2 separate regions of the Mus musculus genome follow, and region 2 is linked to region 1. Evidence: chromatin contacts called from public Hi-C data. All regions are on one chromosome and are shown on one strand. Each heading gives the region's core, a stretch centred on a gene start, on an enhancer-like site or on the middle of the called end of the contact. The rest is flanking DNA. Distances are from core to core; before and after follow the strand shown. Region 1 overlaps Slco3a1 (solute carrier organic anion transporter family, member 3a1). Region 2 has its middle 87 kb from the start of 4930533N22Rik.

Region 1 (6,365 bases), core at 106-2,605:
GCTTAAATTCCTCTTTCTCATGAAGCCACATTCCCAGGTCTTCCAGGTCACTATTTCTTGGAGGATCAGGGGAGCTAGGGTCTCCAGTGGAAGGTTTATAGCAGCTTTGAAGGATAAACTGCAACTGCACTTGAACTTTTACACTGGATAGGTGATACTTTCTTCCTCATAAACTACAGAAAAGTTGTTTGGCCACTTCTCTGTAACAAGTTAGCACTCTCTCTAGCACCCTGTGAGTATACTGAGACTGGAATGCAACCTTCAAGTACCCCCTAAGCCTGAGAGAAGCAGTCAAAGAACAGAAAGAATACTAGCTAGATAAGGCATTTCACTGCATCAACATGCTCTCCATGGGTAACCAATTCTGGTACCACTGTTCAGAGCTCATGCCTACTCTACGTATAGATTTTGTTAGTGTTTTATATCAAGTCACAGCCAGAATGACACAGACAGTCCTTTGGTTTTAAAGTGATAATATTCCCAGACTAGAACATCAGGGACAGGAAATAATCTTAGAGATCTACACTTCCTCTGCGCATGCTTCATTGCAAGGACACCAATAGGCAAAAAGTGCAAACCCTGTTCTTTTCTGGTACCCAAACTGATATCTTTGGGTAAGATACCTAGTTAAGGTAGAACTGTTCCAATCTCAAAGGTGTGAACCCAAAAGGAAGGCACAGCAATCATGTGTGCGAGGCAGTAAGAACAAACACTGGTCCTTGGTACACAGCGTACCTGCCATAAATGACACTTGCTAATAAAGGACACCTATCTTGAGCAATGAGGTGTTACTGGCATTCCTGGCCCACTTATTCAGGGATTTGTCTTCTGCCTTTCTCCTCTTCCTTCAGTCTCTGTACTGTCTCCCTCCACTCCATCCCAAGGTTACAATCCATACCCAAATCATGATGAGTCCTTGAACCTTACCTCAGTTCTGACAGGCTTCCCCTTTGAACTTGGGGAACGCTGGAAGGCTAAGCTGTTCTAGGTTACACTAACTGAGACATTTCATGACATTCCCAGATGTTGCTTGTAACAGATCCTGGTCGCATCAGCATCTACAGGTGATGACCAACCCTCTGAGCAGCAATCAGGCCCTGATCTCAGCCAGCCCATCTAGCAACACTGCAGGAGCTCAGCACACTGCTGAGAGCAAAGCCAGTCTCCTGTATTACACAGCTGACATCCCCATGGTAAAAGGAGAAAGACAGTAAACAGATGACCAAGTTGACACCCCACACAGCTAAAATTCAAGGGGTTAATAAAAAGCAGGGAAGAAGTTAGCCACTAACTGTTGCTGAAGGGTTGGGAGGAGAGCAGTTAATTTACACGGTGGCACAGGAAATCCTGTCTGATACCATGGCAAGTGACAGACACCAGACATAAGTGAGGAAATGAACCACTTGAACATCAGAGCAAGGTGTCCCTGGCAGAAAGGGAAGAAAATATAATGTTATCAGGCAGTACCATTTCTGGAACATTCTAGAAGAACAGGAAGCATAATGATGCTTTATCACAGTGGAAGCCTTAGAGAGTGGCAGGTAACCTTGCTCAAGAGAGGCCTCAATTGTATATTGATAAGAACTTTGGCATTTAGGGATGAAGCAGTGAACTTTCCATCATTAAAACAAAATATCTGATGAAAGCCACTCTGGTGCACAGAGGAGTTCACTTATCTCAGAGTTCTGGAAGTTTCAAGGTCAATATGAGATCTCAAAGGGTTGTTCTTAGAGGAAGGTGACAGATGGTGGCACATCATAGGGCGAAAATGTTGTAATTCAGGGTTCACATGTTGAACTGGAGCAGAGAGAGGACAATGGGTATAGACCCATAATCCCTTCTGGGGTGGGTATATCCCTAGTGACATCAGGACTTCCCATAAGGCCCTACTTGACAGAGCATCTCTTGATACCTCTAGCCAGGAGACTAAGATTTTAACACATGTACCTTGTAGTACGGACAAAAATCCCAAATCAAACCATACCTAAACCAGTGTTGTATTGGGCTCACTCTAGCTTCTATGTTACAGGCAGACAGCTCAAAGTTGGCTGCTGTGGCATCACAGAAAGGCAGAAGAGTGGCTTGGAGTTGCTGCTTGACAATGAAAATGTTGGGGGGGGGCACTCTAGATACACTGGCAACCGCCATGTTGACTATCTGAAAACAATGGATGACAAAAGCTTGAGAGGCTCCAGGGACTGTCCAGGGGCTCCCATCCCCTCATTTACAACTGCGCATGGGACTTAACTCAACAAAGCTATTATTGTTTCAAGAGATTAAAAAAAAAAAAAGAACCCTCCTCTGTGGGAAAAAAATGAAACATTGTATAACTGCTAACAACAAAGTTAAGGGAGAGACAAATTAAATAAAATTTGTTTTGTAGCCAAGAATGGTTGATGTATTCTAACTAGAAGCGAAGGCCTAGATCAAATTCTAGTCATGGTAGATGTTCACTCATTACAAAAAAGATGCATAAAGATTTATGATGGTGGACCAATAGCAATCAGTAAGCGGCTGATGGATGGTTCCCAATATGCAGGAGCTATTAGTAAGTGTCCTGGGGAAGATCGAAAAGGGATGAGAACACTGGGTTGACTGCTGCTAAACTGGCTTTTTTTGGTACAGACATTCCTCAAGCCTTTCCTATGGTAATTGGCATCAGCCCTCTCCAGAGGGACCTTTATGGAGGCCATATATCTCCCGGTTGATGTTTTAATGCAGTCCCTTCCGACAATAATGATGCCAGGAACACGATGGGGAAATACTGAGTAGATTTACAAATATCATTTGAGCATTGATCCTGAGGGCCTGCAGGATCAAAATTCACCAAAAACGTTTCTGAGATCCTGGGCTGGGTGCTAGGGATGTACAAAGAAAGGGACACTAAAGTATCCCATGGTAGTTTGTTCTGCAGGGGGACAAACACCTGCTCTTGTTTACTGTCTGCTCAATTCCAGGCCTATAGGATGCAGCTAGAGTCAAAAGCAGAGGGCTGGCAGCAGGTGCTTCTCTCCATCCCGCCGACTGTCCATGAGCAGCAGGATAGGGAAGGGACTTGTATGGGATGCTCACCTTTATAAAGCATGTTCTTTAATTACTGTTACTTGTAACGTGGGGCATTGAGAATGTATAATTTGTGATTCATGCTTTGTACTGTCCCTTTGACATAGACTGCATTCTCTGTGGTCTTCACCACAATGCCTCAGCTACAGTCGACAATGCTGATGGAGTTGGTAGTTGGGGAGAAGCCTTATTATAGGGTGCCTTCTCATTCAAGCCCTTAAAAGAGGTGAGCACTGCTATTTAAATGGTGGGGAAGTGAGACTTTTAGCTATCTGGACATCTGCTGGATATCACGTGTTACTGAATGGTGGATACACCCAAGCTCTTGCTGGCTTGGTGTTGGCCTTCTCGCTTTTAAATATACACAACTATTTCTGGTTTATTTACTTATTGGGTATGCTGTATGAGAAGCAGAAAGCTGTACCAGAGAGGCCTTGCTGACCTCAGCAAAACACTCTGGAAACTCCTTAGAGGATGTAAGCCCAGGACACTGCCCTGGACCAGAGCCATCTAGTCAGACTCCTAAAGCGGCAGAAGGATGGGGATGGCATCGTTTCTGCCAACAGGGAGGTGATGGTATGTGCTAGCTGATAGCCCCACAGAACTGACTCTCATTTATTTCAATCCTGTGGCAGTAGTTCTATAAAATGTGGTGAGACAGAGGCTCACAGACTTTCAAACTGTAACCCAAGAGATGGCTCAGTGAAGCATAAATGTGATGCTGATGTAGCCCCTGATCTTTGTTGGAATGATGGCTGGGATCACTGAGAAGGAAAAAAAAAGTTGGTGCTGTGAAACTTGGAAGTATACAAATGTCACTTCAAACAAAAAAATCATACATGATATATTTTTGGTTATCCTGATGAATGACTTCCATCTCTGATAGGGTCCAGAATAATTGTACCCATCAAGAAATCCATGAAATCTCTTCAAAGGGCATCCCTGAAGCTGAAATAGTGTTCCTATTGGTAGACAGAGTGTTTATCTGCCTTCCTGACCATGACTGATGCTATTCAATGATGATTTGCTTTTTGGAAAAGATGGCGTTTAGGCTGAGCTTTACATTTTTATATGCCATACAAATGAATAGTTTCTATTATTGCTTCCTTCTTAAAAACTATTTCTTACTATTGTGTGTGTGTGTGTGTGTGTGTGTGTGTGTGTGTATGCAGAACAGGAGGGGTGCTATAAAGTGTGTGTGGAGGGCAGAAGACTAATCTGTGATGTCATCTCTCCTTTTCCTTCAGTACATGGGTTATAGAGATTGAACTCTGAGACAACAGAGTTGTGTAGTAAGCACCTTTATCCACTGAGCTATCTATCACCAGGCTTGTGTGGTAAGCACCTTTATCCACTGAGCTATCACTAGGCTTGTGTGGCAAGCACCTTTATCCACTGAGCTATCTATCACCAGGCTTGTGTGGTAAGCACCTTTATCCACTGAGCTATCACCAGGCTTGTGTGGCAAGCAACTTTATCCACTGAGCTATCACCAGGCTTGTGTGGTAAGCACCTTTATCCACTGAGCTATCACCAGGCTTGTGTGGCAAGCACCTTTATCCACTGAGCTATCACCAGGCTTGTGTGGCAAGCACCTTTATCCACTGAGCTATCACCAGGCTTGTGTGGTAAGCACCTTTATCCACTGAGCTATCACCAGGCTTGTGTGGTAAGCACCTTTATCCACTGAGCTATCACCAGGCTTGTGTGGCAAGCACCTTTATCCACTGAGCTATCACCAGGCTTGTGTGGTAAGCACCTTTATCCACTGAGCTATCACCAGGCTTGTGTGGTAAGCACCTTTATCCACTGAGCTATCACCAGGCTTGTGTGGTAAGCTGCTTTATCCACTGAGCTATCACCAGGCTTGTGTGGCAAGCACCTTTATCCACTGAGCTATCTATCACCAGGCTTGTGTGGTAAGCACCTTTATCCACTGAGCTATCTATCACCAGGCTTGTGTAGTAAGCTGCTTTATCCACTGAGCTATCTATCACCAGGCTTGTGTAGTAAGCTGCTTTATCCACTGAGCTATCTATCACCAGGCTTGTGTAGTAAGCTGCTTTATCCACTGAGCTATCTATCACCAGGCTTGTGTAGTAAGCTGCTTTATCCACTGAGCTATCTATCACCAGGCTTGTGTAGTAAGCTGCTTTATCCACTGAGCTTTTTTGCAGGTTATTACTGTCCTCTACACATAATGACTACACTTACCATTGAAAATTATCATTGAGAAAACAACCTGTTCTGTATCTATGAGTATGTATTTTATGTATGCAACTGTACATGTGTATGTCTGTATAAATACTCTTTCATACATGCATACTCACAGATAAAAATCCCTTATGTTCTACCAACATGAACATAAATGTTAAACCTAATTCATTACTTTGGTGTCCATATGTACTCACTTAAATCTTTGAAAATGATTCTGGGTTATCTTAATATACTAGCTCAAAAAAAGGTCATAGGTCAACGAATTTAAAATGGAAGAAAACTTCACTACATTCTTTTAAAGCCCGTTTTATGTGCCACTTGTCTGTACTTCTTAAATGCTACTTCACCTTCATTAGAAGTCATGTGGAGCAAGCATCAGCAGTGTAACGTTATAGAAGAGCCAACTGGAATTCAGAAAAACAGGAGACATGCACTTGCTGAGCTACACTTTGTGGAGGCAGAGGTGTTACCCTCAGCTGTGTGACTCTAACATAGAAGTTCCATGGAGGTCTCAATGGCCAATGGCAGATCTCTAGCACCCATGTACATGCTAGGAGAAGCATGGCAGCCCAGCTATATTCCTGCCATGTGGGGGTGTGGAGACAAAGGGACTCTTGGCACACATTAGCTGACTAGGCTGGTGGCATTTGCAAGTTCTGGGTTCATGTGAGAGACCATGACTGCATCTTTAAGGTAGACAGACATTCTGGAAGATAGTTTGATGTCATCCTTCTCGTGCATGTGCACACACACACACACACACACACACACACACACACACACACACAGAGCATATGAGCATATACACTTGCACACACACATATGCACACACAAGCATACACACATGTACACTCTCACACATACACACACACACAGGCACATGCACAGGCACACATATATATGCAAACACAGGCTCTCACACACATACTTTTGCATCATCACATACACATGCAAAAACTTACAAGAGATTATTAATGCCAACTAAATATCCTATTTTCCGGGTCTTCCCTTACCACACACAGATCTATGGTCATTTTTTTGTGAAGCACTTCATTGCCCTTCAGCAAAGATTCCTGAGGTAAAAG
Region 2 (5,969 bases), core at 1,551-4,050, 520 kb after region 1:
AACCCCTAACTACAGTCTAAATATTTGCTGTACAAACGAATGTAGTTCTTGTCCCTAATTTTAAAAGCTTCTCTTTTAATCTGCTGGAATTAGAACAATTGCAGAAACCTACAACCAACTAAAATGCAGAGTTGTGTGGAGTCCAGTCCCTGTGGACTTATCTACCAAATAATCTTTAAAAAGTTGCCTGTGGATTTTAAAGAGAGAGAGAGGGGGTGATGCAAGAGCTTAGAAGGACAAAAGAAAAGAGGTAAATGATGTAAATGCAATCCCAAAAAATAAAAGATGGACTCAATAGGTTATATTTAGGAATACATATGTATGTATATGTGTGTGTATGGTATGTATGTATGTTTATATGTATGTATGTACAAAATAAAGAATTTTAGTGAGATGTTAAAAGGTATGTTATGGTAATGTTGTTTTACTCTGAAATATTTCCTTCCTTTTTTATTTAACATGAGATCTACTTTCTTAAAAATTATTGAAGTGCAAAGTCCAAAGTTATCACCTCACAACTGTCGGGATGGTTGTTGCCAAAGAGGAAAACACAATCTTACCAGGCCAGTGAGATGGCTAATTTGGGGGAGTTTCTTTCAAGCTTGAATTCAGTCCCAGAACCTTCATTAGTGAAAAAACAGAGCTGATTTAGCAAGCTGTTCTCTGACCTCCATACTTGTTCTATGGTGCCTAAATACACATGCACGCGGGCACACACACACACACACACACATACACACACACACACACACACACACACACATATGAATGAATGAATGAATGAATGAATGAATAAAATTGAAATGTTTTTCTTAAATATTTGTGAAAATACAGATGATTCTAGAGATTCATGCTTAGAGGCCATTGTGTGACATGAAATGACCAAGCCACAGAGGCAAATGCAAGGTGATCTCTCATGCAGAATCTAAAACAGTTTTAGACACAGAGACCCAGAGAGTTGAAAGCAGAAATCATCTCGAGGAGGGAGACCAGAAAGTTGTCCATCAAAGATGTAAATTTTCAGTTAGACACAAGGTAGAAAGTCTACTGTACACCTTGGTTGCACTAGTTAGCCATGCTCTGTGTACTCGAAGAGGGATATTGTTCCCACCACAGTGCAAATGATAAACATATGAAGGAATGCATATTTTAGTAAGATCAATTCAGCCATTTCAAAATGAAGGTAATTCTCAAAACACCATATTATATATCATAAATACACAATATTTGTCAATTAAAACCATAGAAAGAATTGACTGAAGGACTAGGTCCTTCCCTTAAAGTAGGCAAAAGCTTCGGGTAGAGGCCCAGATAGAAAGCTGTCTGAAGAGAAAATAGCGTTTCCTGTTTGCCCACATTCACATTTGATGAAGTGTGCATCTACACTGTGGCTGGTCACAATACCAGTCTTTGCTGCTGTCTGAACAGATTCATCATGCAAATGTGGACTGAAGACCAGTGGTTCTCAGGGAAACCTTAGATTCTCAGCACAAACCCTGGGGTCTTCAGCAGAAATTGGAATCACTGAGGCAGCTAGCTCATTGGCTGAGCAAGCATGTGCACACATGGGAGCGTGTGTGTGTGTGTGTGTGTGTGTGTGTGTGCACACACACACACAGGGGGAGGGGGAGGGAGAGACAGAGAGAGAGAGAGGGAGAGAGCGCACTTTATATTTATTCCTCTTGTGTTTTAATTGCTGCTAAATTAATATAAGCAGATGAGAGTTTAACCAATCACTACCATTTTGTTGTCTTCAATGTCACCATGGTGTGTTTATTCTGTAGCAACTTCTTTTTCACATTTAGGTGCATTCTAATTAGAAACTCCAATCTACAGCGAATACAGCATGCTAGATAGTGCTGAGCTTGGGAAGGTGTGAGTTGAAAGAAGACAAATCTAAGAAGCATGCTACATAGGATTCAAAGTGTTCATTGTGCCGTGCTGCAGTATACCATCAAAGAATGACTTTTCAAAAGACTAGACTGCAGTTAAGAGTTGGTGGCAGTCCTCTGCCATTACAGGGACAATTTGATACATCCTACTGCTGCTTAGGATCAACTAAAACCTGGATCACATCCAGGAGAAGCCGAGGGAGGAGACATCATCAGACTTAAGGGTGTGCTGTGAATAGAGAGGACAGATGGTTATCATCATCGGCTGCCAGGAAATACAGTTCAAGGAGGCCCACTGTGAAATCAACTCAGTCCTGAGTATTTGGCATATGTAAAATATTCAGGTAAAAGGCATATCTATACTAAGCATGGAACTTTTGTGAAAACACTTGATATCATATTAAGAAATATTAATATTATTAACTTTTATGATTAACCTGAACAGATTTGGTTCTATAGTTCAATGGTAACTATCAAAAACAAAATCACAAAAATATACAAATAGAAGGCATACATACATAACTCAATTATGTAACAGTGGGTGTCTTAGCTGATAGAATTATGAATACAGCTTTTATCCTTTTAAATCTTTTCCATATTTTCTTGAATGATAAAATAGCTTTTATCATTGAGGAAAAATGTGAAATTTCTAACCAGGCATGTTAGCTAGCTACTCAGAAACTGTTGAAGGAGGATTATAAATTCCAAGCCTGACTGTTATACAGACTGAATTCAAGGCTGGCCAGCTTGGCTAGCAAGAGCATGTCTCGAAACACAAGGTACAAGGGCAAGAACTATAGTTTGGTTAGAGTATGAACTAGATCCTAAGCTCAGCCTCAGTACAGGAAGAACTCCTCTGGTCTCTTTCTTGGGAAAGCACAGCCTTCTCCTCTCATGCGTTTCCTTAGTTACTGTTCCTGGCAGAAATTCCTCCTCACTCAGGCCAACACACAAGGCTGAGCAGACACAAAGTGTGATCTAGAGCTTCAATATGTGGGAAGACAAATCACTCAAAATGCATCGGGAATTCCAGAAGCATAAACTGCTGCCCCGGTGCCATCTCCTGTGAGTATCATCATAAAATTTCTAATACTTCAGAGCAAGTATAGATACCATCTACTTCCAGTGTAACAGTCAGGATTTAATAACCAACCAATGTGTCTGAGCCAAGTTAGAATATAAATGTGCCAAATGAGTGGTATTTCAGAGACATTTTCATGGTTTGTGGAAAAATAGACAGTGTTGATATTAAAATTGTTGTAGCACACTAATATTTTTGATGATTATATTTAAAAATACTAAAAATCACCAAAAGTGTTTTTACGTTGCTTTATAATTTCTTCGTCTCTATCATGTGGCAGAATAAGCAATCTCAATGCCAACAGCAACAGGATGCTTGGAGCTTAAGAGTGGGATGTGGCAGTGGGATGTGGTGTAAATACCTGTAATCCCAGGACTTGGGAGGCCAAGCCAGAAGTTCAAGGTCACCCTGAGCAATATGGTGAGGCCTGATAGCAAAGCATAACAAAGCTGTGGTGCAGGTTGCCCTAGGACAAGTTCAAATGTTTAAGTCACTGATGGTGATGGTTTAAATATGCTGGGCCCAGAGAGTGACACTATTAGGAGGTGTGTGACCTCCTTGGAGGTAGGTGTAGTCTTGGAGGAAGTGTGTCATCGTGAGAATGGGCTTTAAGATCCACACCCTGACTCCCTGGAAGCCAGTCTTCTCCCAGCCGCCTTCAGAATAAGAGGTGGAACTCTCAGCTCCTCTATCCCCATCTCTGCCTGGATGCTGCCATGACCCCACCCTGATGATAATGGGCTGAACGTCTGAACCTGTAAGCCAGCTCCAATTAAATGTCCTTTATAAGATTTGCCTTGGTCACAGTGTATGTAACTAAGACAATAGCCATATATAAATTAATAAATTCTCTAACTCACACTTTAAAACAGAATACTATGTTAAAAACAGAATACTATGAGGCTTTAAATGATGCAATGAAATGATTAATATAAATCAATTATGTGAGGTCTGATGTATAGAGTTCTTAATAAATGGCAATAATTGTTGGTCACCTAGCTAGCAAAACTTTTAAAATCAGTCCCTTACCTGTTGAGAGCCACAGATGTCTACACTGAAAGAACACTCAGAAGAGAATAGGGCTAGGAAGCCATGTGTACCCACAGGAGCCCAACATGTGTTGCAACAGGAAGTTATAGCTTTGAATTTTAAGACACTAACATATTTAACACTCTCCGGTGATTCCACTTAAAATAATGGGATGAGCAGCTTGAGCTTCTGAGAGTATTAAGCAGAGAACATAGATTTTTCCAGCTTTGTGTCCTTTGGAATCCAAGCTGCTAGTTGTCTGTGCTGGAATGAAGATTCATTTTGGCATGGGTGAGACTGTCTTCCTTCCAGGTTCTTCAGGATTCAACATGCCAGCTACTAATGGGCTCTGCTCTACATGCAAAACCCTAGAAGGAGCATATGGTGGAGATATGCATCCTTTCCGAGAGGCCCAGCTACCCTCCCTCTCCAGTCCTAATCCTTTTATAGAACAAGACCTAGATGTGTGGTTTTTTTTTGCATTTCCAAAGATTTAAATCTCTATGATGTTGGAATACCAATATTGAGAGTTCAACATAAAAACTGGCCATGTAATGGAAAAACTCTCAGACCTGGCACAAACAAATGTGGAAGCAGATTTTGGCAACATTTCCTCAAACAAGATTAGTTTCAATTCCCATAGAGTTAATACTCCCACTGACTGTGGCCTCACCACGGCATTTTACAAACGATAAAAGGAAACAAGCCAACAGAAAGCTTACAGCTATAACATGAGAAAATTTGTTTCCTAACACTTCAGACTTCCAGAAGAAAGTGTTATGCTATTAATTGTAATAAACTAAGTACGTTTAAGACCACTTGATTTTTACAAAAGTGGAAAATGTCACAGTGAAAGGAGACATAAGCAAATAATCAGACAGGTTGGAAGATAAAATAAATGTAAACATAGTTGCTGGGATTAAGCTCAATACAGAAATTGAATGGCATATTAGACACAACTGAAAAGAGGATTTCTGAACTGGAAGGAAGCTATACAGAAAAGATGCTAAAGATACAGATGGTGCTCCATTTTAGAAAGACATTGAAAACTAAATAAAAAGTTTAACCTATCTCTAAAATGACTAACAGAAAACTAGAGTAAAACGGGATAAACGTAGCATGTGTTCTTTGAAAGAAAATATTTTGAAATTCTACAGGATTGAAAAAGAGCGAATACTCACTCTTTTGATACAGCAGCACACTGAATCCCAAGCAGAACTGATTTAAAAATCAAAAATAAAATTATATCTATAATAGTAGAAAGGCATAATAGACTACAGAGTCTTGGCCAGGAGAGCTTCTTCCTTATGATGGGCAGCAGCTAACGCAGAGTACGCTGAGAATAAGTGCTTACTGAGTGCTCATCCCTAAGTGGGCATCTATACTAACCTCCCCCTCCAAGGCTCCTGGACCACCATAGAAGAAAAAGATAGGAACAGTGTAAGGGCAAGAGGGTGGAGGATAGTACTGTAAAATATTGTCCTCTGCTCCCAGGAACTATAGTTATTTGCACACAACCAAGCCAATAAGAGAAGTTGATGTTCCAGCAAGCCAGAATAATTCTACTCAGAGAATTAGTGAAAGGAATAGGGGGAAGCACATGAAGGCAAGAGAGGGGCAGATGTGTTGAGGCAGTATTTGGGAGGACTTCTAAGAGAGAATAGAGGTGAGTATTATCAAGGTACATTATATACCTGTATAGAATTGTCAAATAAAAAATTTTTTAAAAGTTAGAAAAAATTAACTAAGGAGAACAGATACTTCCTCCAAAGATTGTTAAGTGGAAAAACAGCAGATTTCCCATCAGTGACAATAGACCAGAAAGCGATGAAATATACCAATATGGAGGATAAAAAAATCATCTTCTATAATCATTTCAAACCTTCACAGTGAAATTTTATATCCAGTTAAATCTTCTCATAATTAAAGTGAAATAAAAATATTTTCTGGCAGATTTTTTTTTTATA

What was found. A called contact is a pair of places that touch in the nucleus more often than the background predicts.
Region 2: a contact with region 1 is called in a Hi-C map of the N1E-115 cell line, with 2.9 times the contacts expected there. The contact joins two enhancer-like sites. A contact is called at or near these places in 1 of 484 Hi-C or Micro-C datasets (the N1E-115 cell line) and 1 of 115 datasets of contacts at active chromatin or transcription factors (kidney).

The regions. Positions count from the first base shown.
Region 1 is chr7:74,425,891-74,432,255 of GRCm38.p6, forward strand. The region is part of intron 2 of Slco3a1 (solute carrier organic anion transporter family, member 3a1); the gene reads right to left. Among named protein-coding and RNA genes, the nearest start is that of Slco3a1, 130 kb to the right of the region's middle. Within about 2 kb of position 1,356, at least 23 of the 459 cell types and tissues checked have an H3K27ac peak or open chromatin away from gene starts, as enhancers often do. A contact at or near this core is called in the N1E-115 cell line, where this site is marked.
Region 2 is chr7:74,940,276-74,946,244 of GRCm38.p6, forward strand. No RefSeq gene overlaps it. Among named protein-coding and RNA genes, the nearest start is that of 4930533N22Rik, 87 kb to the right of the region's middle. Within about 2 kb of position 2,801, at least 9 of the 459 cell types and tissues checked have an H3K27ac peak or open chromatin away from gene starts, as enhancers often do. A contact at or near this core is called in the N1E-115 cell line, where this site is marked.